2 separate regions of the Sus scrofa genome follow, and region 2 is linked to region 1. Evidence: chromatin contacts called from public Hi-C data. All regions are on one chromosome and are shown on one strand. The core of a region is the stretch at or near the end of the contact, and the rest is flanking DNA. Distances in the headings are between cores, read along the strand shown. Region 1 overlaps HERC6 (probable E3 ubiquitin-protein ligase HERC6). Region 2 overlaps PKD2 (polycystin 2, transient receptor potential cation channel).

What was found. Hi-C and Micro-C count contacts between places; a contact is called where the count stands out from the background.
Region 2: a contact with region 1 is called in a Hi-C map of alveolar macrophages, with 1.8 times the contacts expected there. The contact joins two enhancer-like sites. A contact is called at or near these places in 3 of 47 Hi-C or Micro-C datasets (alveolar macrophages, mesenteric adipose tissue and subcutaneous adipose tissue) and 1 of 2 datasets of contacts at active chromatin or transcription factors (alveolar macrophages).

What each region holds. Positions count from the first base shown.
Region 1 is chr8:130,645,101-130,647,915 of Sscrofa11.1, reverse strand. All of the region lies in intron 8 of HERC6 (probable E3 ubiquitin-protein ligase HERC6), which reads left to right. Among named protein-coding and RNA genes, the nearest start is that of HERC6, 19 kb to the left of the region's middle. Within about 2 kb of position 1,450, at least 16 of the 83 cell types and tissues checked have an H3K27ac peak or open chromatin away from gene starts, as enhancers often do. A contact at or near this core is called in alveolar macrophages, where this site is marked.
Region 2 is chr8:131,030,087-131,032,901 of Sscrofa11.1, reverse strand. PKD2 (polycystin 2, transient receptor potential cation channel) reads left to right here. Exons shown (of 15, transcript NM_001245979.1): 5 at 1-87; 6 at 2,704-2,815. Among named protein-coding and RNA genes, the nearest start is that of PKD2, 27 kb to the left of the region's middle. Within about 2 kb of position 1,346, at least 37 of the 83 cell types and tissues checked have an H3K27ac peak or open chromatin away from gene starts, as enhancers often do. A contact at or near this core is called in alveolar macrophages, where this site is marked.

The DNA.
Region 1 (2,815 bases), core at 201-2,700:
GGTGAGAAGCCACCAAAGTCCTCTAAATGAATCAACACATTTAATCCTCGTGTCAGCTCCAATTGCCATTAAATTCTGCATTTTACAGAAAAAACACTACGTCTCAGGGAGGTGGACTCACCCAGAGTTTCACTGCTAAGAAGCAGCAGAGCTGGTTTCAGACCTCAGCAATCCAGCTCCAAAGCTCACCCCATTACCCACCATGTTCTAGTGCCCTCTTAATTATTAACAGAGAGGATTTTATTTTTATATTTCTGGGTGACTTCCGAAATGTTTGTAGGGAGACAAAAGTATACATACTTATTTTTGTAATTTGAACTTTCTTCTATTATTGGGAATGTTTTAAACTTGACATCCATATGGACTCTTACCGTGTGCCCTGGGACAGAAGATGGTCAGAAGCCAAGGTCTCTGGGCTCTGGGGAGAGTCAGGAGACTGTGCTTGGTTGCTCTCTTACAGGCAGCACGTCAGCAAAGGCCTCCTGTCTCAGGCTCTGCTCAGGGTGCTTGTGGTAACGTGACTAATACCCTCAAGCTTATCTTCATTCATGACATTTGGATTCTATATGGAAAGACAGGCAAGAAACACAAAATGCAAAATAAATACGATTGTATTAGAGTGTGGCGAGTGCTCCAAAGACAAAAAAGGAACCATTTGAGACTGATGAGGTGGGCGCCTTTAGAAACGTCAGTCAAGGAAGACGTCCTGGAGGCGGTGACATTTGAGCTGAGATCTTGGCCGTGATCCAGAGAAAGAGTGTTCCAGGTGGAGGGAACCGCACAGAGAAAGGCCCTGGGGCAAGAAGAAGTGTAGCGTGCGGGAGGGGCAGAAGGGGAGCCAGTCTGGCAGAGCATAGTCCGGAAGGGTGAAGAGCTGTGTGAGGCGGAGCCACGTGGGAGAAGACTTTGGAGAAGAGATCCAGAGTTTTAGTTGCGTGTCCAAATCTGGATCCAGGGCTAGCACTGGAATGCACACCTGTGGTTATTCAGCATGGTGACGCAGCGGCTTAAGGATCTGGTGTTGTCACTGCTGTGGCTCGGGTTGCTGCTGTGGCTCAGGTTTGATCCCTGGCCTGGGAATTTCCGTGTGCCACGGGCGCAGCCAAAAAAACCCAAATGAAATAAATAAACTTCAGATGGTATTTGAAGTCAGGGTCCTGGATAGAGAGTCACCTTACCTAGAGTGCGAGTAGAAAGGAGAAGAGAAAAGGGACAGAATCCTTGAGGGACTTCTCCACTAGGAGGCCAGACAGTGAGGAGGGGTCAGGAGAAGAACCGAGAAGCACCAGTTTCTGCGGTGGGGGAAAACCAGGAGAGGGTGGCGCGTGGAGACAGGAGATGACTGTGTTCTAGAAAGAGGAAGTAGCCAAACCTTTGACCTCCTGCAGAGAGGTCAAGTGAGACAAGCCCAGAGCTTGCTATTGTTTTGTCAAGGCTGAGTCATCACGGGGGAGAGAGGGTGCCACCTGCCTGAGGGCGACGGCCGAGACTAGAGCGGGGTAAGAGGCCACAAGGACTGTGACAGCTCCGAGCAGTTCTGTTGTGCGGGGAGGAGAGGACCGTGGGAGGGTTTTGTGGGTGTTTAGAGAGGCGGTCTGAAGGCATGTCCGTATGCCAGGGAGAAGGATCCGACGCAGGAGAGCAAAGCAATGATGCATGAGAAAGAGTGAATCGTGGCAGAGTCAGAGAAAAGGGAGCGAGGTCCAGCGTAGAAGGGAGGGCTTCGGACAGAAATGCTCATTCAGTTCTGGGGAACAGGGGAGCGAGGGGAGGCAGACTGTGGGAACCTGGTCAGCTCTTGCTGGGTTGCTTCGGTTTTCTCAGTGATGCCCAAGGCACGGTCCTCATCTGAAAGTGAACGATGTGGAGGAGAACTGGTACAGATTGAGGAGTAAAAGGAAGAGGAGCCGTAGTGTCTCTGCGTGAGAGAGAAAACACTGGGGGAGATTCCCGGACGGGAGAGAGTGCCCATTTGAAACTGGGGGTTGGAGACTTATGGTGCAATCAGTCAAGCCTAGTTGTTTGGTTTTTTTCCCTTTGATGTCAAGCTGCTTGGATTCCCTTGGCGTAGTTCGGAGCTGAGGTTAATTACACATGGATTTTTGCTGGGTAAATACGATAGGAAAGGGGCAGAAGACTTAGAGGTATTTGCAAAGGGCCACAGAATCTAAGCTGGGTAAGAACGACATGAGGAGGGTGACGAATAATGAACAAACTATGGTCAATGGATTGGAGAGCCCAGGGGCCTCAAAGAACTTCGGAGTGGGTTCAGCTATAACGTGTTCTAGTCTGCTCAGGCTGCTATAACAAGACACTATGGATTTGATGGGTTATAAACAGAAATTTATTTCTCACAGTGTTTGGAGGCTAGGAAGTCCAGAATGAAGATGCCAGCGTGTTTGATGAATGATGAGGTCCTGCTTTCTGATTTGTAGATAGCTGTCTTCTCAGTGTTCCTCACATGGTGGAAAGGGCTTAAGAGTTCTCTGGGGGAGTTCCTGTCACCGTGGCGCAGCAGCAACGAATCTGACTAGGAACCATGAGGCGGCGGGTTCAGTCTCTGGCCTCGCTCCGTGGGTTAAGGATCCAGCATTGCCGTGAGCTGTGATGTAGGTCACAGCCGCAGCTTGGATCCTGGGTTGCTATGGTTCTGGCGTAGGCCGGTGGCTACTGCTCTCATTGGACCCCTAGCCTGGGAACCTCCATAGGCCGCGGGTGCAGGCCCAGAAAGACAAAAGACAAAAAAGAAATTTTTTTTTAAAGTTAGACTGGGAATTCTACTCTAAAGTAAATGAATTGGAAAGACGGTATATGA
Region 2 (2,815 bases), core at 97-2,596, 390 kb before region 1:
ACACGCCTGGCTGGACCGAGGAACCCGCGCAACGTTTATTGACTTTTCCGTGTACAACGCCAACATCAACCTGTTCTGTGTGATCAGGTGTGTACAAGGCCACACGCATCCTTCCCACTTCTGTGTGTTTGTATCCATCCTAGGGTGGAAATAGGCCAGAGCACGGCTGCCTGCCGTTGGCTAAATGAGAATGTCACGGATCAGAGCTGACAGCAAGGTGGGGCGGAAACCAAGCTTCCCAGGATAGGGATATCTGGCGGAAGGAAGTTAGGATCCTTGAATATTCTAAGTTGGGAGGAACCTTAGGTCTGGGCCAGGTGCATCCCAAAGCTGGAACATTCCCAGATAAAGCACTGTGTTTGGCTAACATCTACCCTTTCCCACGTGAAGGATGATTGGTGCTCCGTGCTCTGTTACCGAGGCCCCCAGCCATCAAATCTTGATTCCGCTCCCTTAGTTTCCCACTCTCTGATGAAGCGCATGCTATTAGAACACAGGTGCAGTAGGCAGGAGCGATGCCTGGGTTCCTATTCGAGGATCTGCTCGTGTTTGAGATCTACCAAGAGCGGGTCACGTTCCTTCTACAGACCCCATGACGTTGCGATCAGGACTGCTCCGGTGATAGGACGCTGGCAAAGACCCCACTGGCTTGCCTGGGGCTTCTTGTTCATGCATTCATTCAGCGAGCATTTAGTGGCCATTCAGTATGTGCCAGGCGCTGTTCAAGACTCTTGGGAGGCATCGGTGAACAGAATAAAGATCCCTGCCCTTGTAGAGTTCACATTCAACTAGATAAGAGAGGTAAGAGAGAAAAACAATAAAAACAAATGAATTAAATGGCATATTAGAAGGTAAAACATGCTCTAAAAAAGTGGGACGAGACAAGAGGAATCCTGAGTTCACCCACTTTAATCCTCCAGGTGAACGTGGCAGCAACATCCAAACGTTGTCGCCATGAATTACTTCCGCCAAACAAGAAGGATAAATTCTCGTGATGTCCTTATTTGGTGATTATTTTTGAGGCTAAACTCAACTCTGCATTACAGAGCTCGTTGGATTTTCCCAGTCTGTAACAACTTTGGTAGAAAATAATATCATATTAAATCAAGTAAGAGTTATCACTAAAAAATGTATGAAAATCTACTGCAATTATGAATGATTCCAGGGAGCACAGGAAGAGGATTAAAAAGCAGGCAGGACGCGCTGACATTTAAGGAAATATCTATTTATAGAAGGTATAAACGAGTATGTCTTTCACTTCCTCCACATGCTTTCCGAGTGACTGTTGTCCAGGCAGTTGCTTCATTTCTCTTAACTGTTGCTTCAGTTTCTGGAGGGGGTGACAGTGCAGAATCAGACTGGAGCTGGGAGAGTGACTCAGCACACAGCAGCCACTTCCTGCCTTGCACGTTCACACAGCGGCTGTCACGAGACTCTTTGTTTCAGTGTTGCTGTCCTGAGTGTGTGGTTCTCAGCCCCGCTCTCCAGCACATCCAATAGGAAGAAGCCAGCAGGCGGATAGTGCAAAGGAAGGAAGGTGGCTCGTGCTTTGACCAGCTCTCACTGGCCATGGTCCCTACCTGTACTTGATTATTGCTCATGCTTGAACCCTAGACACTCAGCTTCTAGGAGTGGCCACCTGTCCCGCCCGTCCTGTCATGGGAGAGATGGTGACGCCTGCGTGGACTAGAGGTTTTGCAGATGTCCTAAAATTAGGGAGCTAGAGATTCTATTTCCAGTGCGATGGGGAGATTGTACCATTAAGTGGATCATGTAACTTTCTCTGTGACATCTACGAATGACAATTCGCATCTCTGTGACAATGCGAATTTGGCAAGAAACATCTTCAGTTCTGATAAAGCGCTGAAGACCGGTGCCAAGGCTATGAATGTGAAAACGTAGGTTACTGGGTCAGACAGTCAGACATTTACCAAACACCGATTGACTATAAGGCTCTAAGTCTCAATAGCCAAAGTACCCCCTAGGCAAATTATCCCGTGCTCCTTTGTTGTTACCAAGTGCATGAATGAGAAACTCAGTCGCTATCTCTATATGTATATGAAATTCTCATCCTACTTCTCATCCTATTTATGAAGATGATGTATATTTATGTTTTTCATTGCCTACTTGAATGACTGGCATTTAATAGAAGTCCTAGAAAGGCTTGTTTGTTGATTAACTTCTGCATTTAAAAAACAAGTATACGGAGTCCCCATAGTGGCTCGGTGGAAACGAAACTGACTCGTATCCATGAGCATACGAGTTTGATCCCTGGCCCTGCTCGGTGGGTTAAGGATCTGGCGTTGCTGTGCGCTGTGGTGTAGACCGGCAGCTGCAGCTCTTATTTGACTCTTAGCCTGAGAACTTCCATATGCCACAGGTGCGGCCCTAAAAAGAAAAAAAAAAAGTACATACAACATTTTGAGTGGTATAAATTTGAGAAAAGTGAATGGGAGACTGAGAAGGAAGGATCTCTTTAATCTGAGAGGCCCCAGGAAGTCTTATTCCTTTTGTGACACAGAATTCTACAAGGATGGAGTTCCTGTCATAAAAATAGTTTGCCACTCATTTGGGGTGAGTTGCGGTTGCGGTTTTATTACCTTCTCATGCAGGGACAGAATAGATGGTGTCCTTTCCTGGCTGCCTCCACGTGTTGTCAGTGCTGATGCGGCTATTGTTTTAATTGTTCTTGTTGCAACGCAGGTTATTGGTCGAGTTCCCAGCCACAGGCGGAGTGATTCCATCTTGGCAATTTCAGCCTGTAAAGCTGATCCAGTATGTCACAACTTTCGACTTCTTCCTGGCAGCCTGCGAG